Regions from separate parts of the Mus musculus genome. Here region 1 is linked to region 2. The links are chromatin contacts, called in public promoter capture Hi-C maps. All regions are on one chromosome and are shown on one strand. Each heading gives the region's core, a stretch centred on a gene start, on an enhancer-like site or on the middle of the called end of the contact. The rest is flanking DNA. Distances are from core to core; before and after follow the strand shown. Region 1 holds the start of Efemp1 (epidermal growth factor-containing fibulin-like extracellular matrix protein 1). Region 2 has its middle 97 kb from the start of Gm25387.

The links. Promoter capture Hi-C pulls out the DNA fragments that hold promoters and counts their contacts.
Region 1: a contact with region 2 is called in a promoter capture Hi-C map of embryonic stem cells, with 7 times the contacts expected there. The contact joins the promoter of Efemp1 here to the enhancer-like site in region 2. A contact is called at or near these places in 10 of 39 promoter capture datasets (the C10 cell line, cranial neural crest, embryonic stem cells and 6 more) and 1 of 9 other capture datasets (embryonic stem cells).

Annotation. Positions count from the first base shown.
Region 1 is chr11:28,850,919-28,854,735 of GRCm38.p6, reverse strand. It overlaps Efemp1 (epidermal growth factor-containing fibulin-like extracellular matrix protein 1), which reads right to left and starts at 1,531. Exons shown (of 11, transcript NM_146015.2): 1 at 1,412-1,531; 2 at 182-271. The coding sequence starts at 262. It overlaps Gm34185 (a long non-coding RNA gene), which reads left to right and starts at 2,228. Exons shown (of 3, transcript XR_381120.2): 1 at 2,228-2,443.
Region 2 is chr11:27,220,427-27,224,328 of GRCm38.p6, reverse strand. No RefSeq gene overlaps it. Among named protein-coding and RNA genes, the nearest start is that of Gm25387, 97 kb to the left of the region's middle. Within about 2 kb of position 2,223, at least 9 of the 459 cell types and tissues checked have an H3K27ac peak or open chromatin away from gene starts, as enhancers often do. A contact at or near this core is called in embryonic stem cells and second pharyngeal arch cranial neural crest, where this site is marked.

The DNA.
Region 1 (3,817 bases), core at 282-2,781, 1.6 Mb before region 2:
ATGCACCTTTGAAAAGACCCAGCACGATTTACCAGGAGTCCTAAACCTGAGTCATATTAAAGTGTTGTTTAATTTATTTTGCTTCGCAGAATACTGCCCACTTGTCCTGGCAGAGACCAGTTAATTCTTGTATCCCAGACTACTACTCAATTCTTGTATCTCAAATGTCATCATGCCTTACCGTGTATGTGATGGTTTCCTCGGTGTACTGTGACTTGACCAGCGCCAGAGTCAGCATAGTTAGGAAAAGTGTTTGCAACATCGTGATTCTCTACGGGAAATGGGACAAAGAGATGTTTAGTATCAACTGCCTAGAAAATCAAAACTTTATCAGTGAAGAAACTGACAAGAAAAGGAGAATGGAGAGCTCCAAATACCCTCCTTCCAGTCTGCTTTCTCACCAGCCACCCAAATAAGCAAGACAGGAGAAACTACAGTAGAAATGCATTACTTCACTGCATCCATCCTGTACCAAGGTTGTTCAGCGTGTGTTTATACCACACCTACTCATAAAGCTCCAGAAAACGGTAGTCAAAAGGGGATATAGAATATGATCGATTCCATCCCTCTTCCCCCTTGGAGGTGGAAACGGGGGCGCAGCATCTGTCTATTTTCTGAAACTGTAGAGTACCCACCCACGGCTCAGCTGTACCTGAAGTTCCACCCAGCTCAGCGAAAGATACCTGCAAACCAGTATCAGTTATATGCCCGCAGACTTTATTGTCTTAAAAAAAAAAAGTCTAAAATACCCAAACAAAACTCGAAGAGCTATCGATCTCACAGTTCCCGATAGAATACCCCACAGAGCTTCTAACTCACTGCAGGGTGACTTCTCTAGTTCCCACTCTTAAAGCTCCATTTCCATACACACTCTTGGCGCACAATCAGCAGCTCAAAGTCACTGATCCCTTTTCCCCTCGTTCTCAGGTCTCAAAATGTGCTATGCACAGGGTCTAGGCTGCCTAAGGTAGGAGGACTTCAGACAGCTTTGCAGCACAGGGAACCAGTTTGGGGGAGGGGGTTCCTAGCCTGATGCCTGCAGGGAAGTGAGCTCAGCTTTCTTAGATGTAAGGCGTCTGTCAGCGGGAGTCCTTGAGCGCTTTAGCTTCCAACCAACCGCTGGGCAATCCAGGTGCCTTTCAAATCCCATACCTCAGTCACGGAACCTAGAGACCAGAGTCACCAGCAAAACTCTCTGGGTTGATAGCGCGCTTACTCTACCTATCCCAACAAATGTCACCCAAGTACTGGCACAGGCTGACAGATTGTGATCCCAGACCAGCAAGTCCACCTCCATCTTCTCTGTACAGTTTCACAGTCGGGGACAGTTCTTGGGTCGCCCTACCATACTTCCCGGTATAGCTCTCGCTGGTATAGCGCAGATCTTGCGACCTCGGCTTTGGGCTCCTACCTGCGGGGGGGCCGCGCAACTTTCCTGCCCGGGCAGCGAAGGAGTGCGTAGGGGAGGGCAGCCTGGTAGGTCTGAACTGGCGAGGTCTGGCTGCAGCAGCAGCCACAGGAGGAGGAAAAAGGGAGGAGAAGTAGGGCGAAGGGGGGCGGAGGAGAGAGAGGGAGGCGCAAGCGCCCTGCCCAGGCTTCCAACCACGCGGGAAGGCGCGCCTTTTGGCGTTGGGGTCTAGGGGCCCAGTTATCCTCTGCATTAGGCCCCTTGGTACCCTGATTCACAGGAATTTGAGACACAACTAATATCGAAATATCACTTCCATGGAGCTTTTAGACTTTGCAGAAATGGCTTAAATTCCTTTTAGCTCAACAAGTGATTCCTGGGAGAATAAATTAAAGCTATTAACAGAACTGGTCCTTTATTTTTCATTTCAGATTTTTATTTTTGGAGGGGGTGTGTTTTGTCAGCTTCCTCAAATGGTGAAAGGTGAGAATGAACGTGTTCATTTCTGGGCCTACTAGGTGCTAGGTGTTAGGAGTGAGCCAAATGGAACTCATGTTAACAAAATATGTGCCATCCTGAGGTGTGTGTCTTGCCTCCACCCCCAACCCCGTGTGTGTGTGTGTGTGTGTGTGTGTGTGTGTCCGTGTGTGTGAACTCCTCTCCTTCCTTCCTTATCTACAGTTTCTCATTTCTCCTGATTACTGCCCATCCAAATTAAATTAGGCATTTTTCTTGCGTCTTTCATAATAATGGTGGAATTTCAGGAATCTGAAGAGAGAGTCCCGCCCCACCCCCCTTTATCAAGTCATACCACACAAATTGCAGCTATTCCTGATAGCTTCTCCCACCCCACAGTTAGGCAGTTACTTCCCTTTGGTTTCAGATATGCCTTTTAAGAACGAAGTCACCAAATGCAATTTGAGAAGTAACAGAACCTGCTAACTTGGAGGAGCTAAGGACTGCCCTGTCCAGGGGCATATTGCAGAGGCTGTGGAAGTGGCAAGTTGGTAGAGACTGCTGGAGAGCAGCTTTCAGGTGATTACGGCTCTTCTGTCTTCTGGGTGGGTGGGTTAAGTAGATATTGACATCCAATGGTGATCCTGACCAGTACTGGTGACAGGCTATCCAGTACTGCACAGGATCAGATCTGCAGAACTTACTAAGTATGGAAGGCGTTGATGACTGTAGCAAAGACATTTACTACTAAGTTTCCCTGACCCTACTTGTCACCAATGTCCCCAAACCGCTTTTCTTTGAAAAAACAGATTCTCTGTTACCAGACAGTAAAAATATCTCTCTATGTGTCTGCTTATTTAAACTCATTTCAGCTCGTTCTTTGGAGCAATGAGGTAAAAAGCTCCCAATCTTCCATCTGCAGTGCAGTGATCTTTCTGCACACCCACTTGCTGGTTTACTGCCTTAATTTAGACATCTGATGGGCATTTCAGACCGAACACATTCCAGCCGCATCCTCTCCCTCAGGCTGCTCCACCCATCAGTTTCACCATCTCAATCAATCGGAATTTCATCTCTCCTCCTGCCCATGTCCAGCCAGCTTCATTTATTTGCATAGTTCATTGAGTTCTTTAGAAAACTATGCTGACTTTCTCTCTGAGATAGATTCAGAACTGGACCATTTCTCATATCTTTGCAGCCACCCTGATTTAGCATTTTCCATCTGGATTATTGTAAAAACGATGGATTGATCTTTCTGTGCGTACCTTTGGATCTCTGCAGCTGTTCCCATCAGAAGTTCCCGTAAATAGAATCATACAGTATATAATTGCTTTGGATCTGTTTTTCTTCACTCTGTGCTTTTGAGATGAACCCTTGTTAGAAGTTCTTTTTTTTTTTTTTTTTTTTTTTCATTGTTGCATGGCATTCAGTTGTATGGTTGTCCCTCAGATTTTCTGCTGGCTTTTTAATTGATCTTTGGATTGTTTATAAGTAAAGCTTGTCTGGGTATTCATTTAGAAATTTTTGAGTAGGCATGAACATTTTCTTTTAGGTGAATATCGGAGGAGTAGAATTGTATGTTTTTTTTTGTTTGTATTTTTTTGTTTTTCCATTTTTTATTAGGTATTTAGCTCATTTACATTTCCAATGCTATACCAAAAGTCCCCCATACCCACCCACCCCCACTCCCCTACCCACCCACTCCCCCTTTTTGGCCCTGGCGTTCCCCTGTACTGGGGCATATAAAGTTTGTGTGTCCAATGGGCCTCTCTTTCCAGTGATGGCCGACTAGGCCATCTTTTGATCCATATGCAGCTAGAGTCAAGAGCTCCGGGGTACTGGTTAGTTCATAATGTTGTTCCACCTATAGGGTTGCAGATCCCTTTAGCTCCTTGGGTTCTTTCTCTAGCTCCTCCATTGGGAGCCCTGTGATCCATCCATTAGCTGACTGTG
Region 2 (3,902 bases), core at 974-3,473:
TCAGAAAATTGGGCATAGTACTACCGGAGGATCCCGCATTACCTCTCCTGGGCATATATCCAGAAGATGCCCCAACTGGTAAGAAGGACACATGCTCCACTATGTTTATAGCAGCCTTATTTATAATAGCCAGAAGCTGGAAAGAACCCAGATGTCCCTCAACAGAGGAATGGATACAGAAAATGTGATACATTTACACAATGGAGTACTACTCAGCTATTAAGAAGAATGAATTTATGAAATTCCTAGGCAAATGGATGGACCTGGAGGGCATCATCCTGAGTGAGGTAACCCAATCACAAAAGAATTCACACAATGTGTACTCACTGATAAGTGGATATTAGCCCAGAAACTTAGAATACCCAAGATATAAGATACAATTTGCTAAACGCATGAAACTCAAGACAAACAAAGACCAAAGTGTGGACACTTTGCCCCTTCTTAGAATTGGGAACAAAACACCCATGGAAGGAGTTACAGAGACATAGTTTGGAGCTGAGACAAAAGGATGGACCATCTAGAAACTGCCATATCCGGAGATCCATCCCATAATCAGCTTCCAAACGCTGACACCATTGCATACACTAGCAAGATTTTATCGAAAGGACCCAGATGTAGCTGTCTCTTGAGAGACTATGCTGGGGCCTAGCAAACACAGAAGTGGATGCTCACAGTCAGCTAATGGATGGATCACAGGGCCCCCAATGGAGGCGCTAGAGAAAGTACCCAAGGAGCTGGGGTGGTCTGCAACCGGATAGGTGGAACAACAATATGAGCTACCCAGTACCCCCTCCCCCAGAGCTCTTGACTCTAGATGCATATGTATCAGAAGATGGCCTAGTCGGCCATCAGTGGAAAGAGAGGCCCATTTGTCGTGCAAACTTTATCTGTCTCAGTACAGGAGAACGAGGGCCAAGAAGTGTGAGTGGGTGGGTGGGGAATGGGTGGGGGACTTTTGGGATAGCATTGGAAATGTAAATGAAATAAATACCAAAAAAAAAAAAAAATGAATAGAAATAGTCCAGGAGTTACTAGCCTCAGGCATATTTCCTCAACAAGTATATAAAGCAGCCACATTCTTTAAATTATCACAAGAACAGTTTCTAGACCACCTAGCAATGTTATTCAGGTTTACCTCCTCTATCTTCAGCACCATTGTCTTTTATGTTCCTCCTAAGATGGCCCATTTATCATGCTTAAAACATTCAACTAGTTTTCTAGCCCAAAGTCCCAAAGTCTTCAGCATTCCTTAAATAAATAGCATGGTCAGACCTACCACAGCAATAACCTGATCTCTAGTACCAGTTTCTGTCTTAGTAGTCTATTGCTGTGAAGAGACACTATGTCCACAGCAACTCTTATAAAAAGAAAGCATTTAAGTGAGCTTCCTTCATGTTTCAAAGGTCTAGTCCATTTTCATCATGGCAAAAATCATAGAGTCATACAAACAGACATAGTGCCAGAGAAGTAGCTGAGAGTTCCATATCCTGATAGCTGGCAACAGGAAGAGAGAGACACTGGACCTGGCTTGTGATTTGAAACCTTAAAGTCCAACCTTCAATGACACACTTTCTCGAACAAGGTAGTATCTGCTAATCTTGCTCAAGTAGTGCCACGTCCTATTGAACAATTATTCTAATCTATGAGCCTATAGGGGCCATTCTCATTCAAACCACTACACACAGTGAAACAGAGGGGGGCAGAAATGGAACTTATGCAGAAACCAAGGGTTTCAGGCAGCCAACAAAAGACATGGAATAGGGAACCTACCTCAAGGAATCTTGAGAGTGTAAGACACTGACCTTTTGTCAATGGTACTTACTTTGAGATGCCCAAAGAGATATGCAGATCTATGCAAAACAAAGAGGTTTATTTTTGGGTATATCAGGGTCGACCTTCAATTAGTCCATCAAGGCAAGTTACTAAGAAAGTGACCCCAAACAACTATTATGAGCAGTTTTTATATTTTTTAGGTTCACAGGTTTCATCAGCAAGGTTATAGTTCAAACTTGTTGTCTAAGCATATAGACCTTTAAATCTATTGGCTAGCAAGCATGACAGGCATTTGAACTCTACCTGAGACTTTCCAGAGGCTCAAGTAATTATCAGTCAGTACATTCTGAGATTGTTTTACTCAGGAATGTTCCTGTGGGTGGAGAATGGAACTTGGACTAGCCTTGACTCCAGGCAGGAGGGGGAAGTGTTAAGGAGGGTGTGGGACTGGAAAACCCCTTAGGGTCCCTCAAGGAAATCAACACAGCTGACATCCTAATGGTGAGCTTCAGAATGTCTGTAATGAGAGAATAAATTCCTGTTGGTTTAAGCTGTGAGGAGTGCGGCAATTTGTTAAGGTATATACAGGAGATTTGTGCTGAAGGAAGGGAAACAGCATCGTGACAGAACACAAGCCTTGATGCATAGCAATTTCAGTTCATGATAATCTGGAGATTCAACCTGGGTAGCAGCTCAGATGTCTTCTGACAAGCTATAAAAATCAGATTTTGTGGCAAGAAAGGAGGATCACTGAATATCAGTATGATTTCTGTGTTGGGATGGAAATAAAAGACAAAAAGTCTGACAAAGAAACTGTCATAGTAGCTTAAGAGAGAACAGCTGGAATAATGATTGACATCAGGGCTTGAAAACAAAAGAGCAGAAATAAATAACATAATAGATAGATAGTGTCAGCACAGGAAGTAGTTTGTGGCTGTTGCTATTCCAGAGAAAATAAGCAGGGATTTGTACTTTAATGTTTCAAAGTAGCAAATTGTCTGGTTTATATATCGCTCCAACTGGCAAGCGGCACTTGCTGTTTGTAAAATATAAAGAATCATAAAATTCTACAAAGTTGTTATGAGAGACCAAATCTTTTTTGATTTTTTTAAAAAAAGATTTATTTATTTATCTATTTAAAATCTATTTATCTATCTATTTATTTATTTATCTATTTATTTAATGTATATGAGTACATCATTGCTTTCTTCAGACACACCGGAAGAGGGCATCAGATCCTATTACAGATGGTTGTGAGCCAACACTTGGTTTCTGGGAATTGAACTCAGGACCTCTGGAAGATCAGTTGCTGAGCCATCTCTCCAGCCCCGAGAGACCAAATCTTAAATTCAGACTTCATTTCAGAAAACTTGAACTCAGGTAAACTAAAAGGCATTAGTTTTCAATTTACTCCCCAACAAAACCTAGAAACTCCAGTTTCTATAGCTAATCCCCAACAAATCCAGCATTTCCAGGTTAATTTCAACAACCCTGTCCCCCTGACTAATAACCATCAACACAAAGAGAAGTGAAGTGAAGTTTATGGTTTGACTCCCAGTATCAGTCAGTTTACACTAAAGGACATGGTAGCTCTCCAGTTAGATGCTTGCCAGGCTAGAAACACCCACTGGCCTCTTGCTGCTTTCTATAAAACTTTAGATATTCCCTACTCCTTTCTACCAAATTTGTTCCACATGTTGGCAGTGGCCTGGGGAACCTGAGCTAGTGGAATAAAGATCCTGCTGTGATTTGCATCAGATCAGCTCCTGTCCACTTTGGGGGGTTCACTAATACAACAGTTAAACTATTTGTTACACACTTACCTTTTTATATACGTAATATCTTCCTTTACCGTCTTTCCTTGAAAAATATTAGTGATTGTTTTCTGCCAAACAACTGCTGCAGATTTTTTTCTATGCCCCCTGTGCCCCCTGAGAGGCGTTGATGAGTTTTGGCATGGAGTATGCTGCTTGATTCTACTGGAGCTCTCACAGAGGTGCTCTTAGCTTGAATTGTATTATTCATAGAATTTCAGATGAAGTACTTTCTCTAAATTACAGAACACGAAAATACTGGCATGGATATGTGTCTTCCATGCTCTCATGGCTTGCCTTGCTCGCAGCATTTGC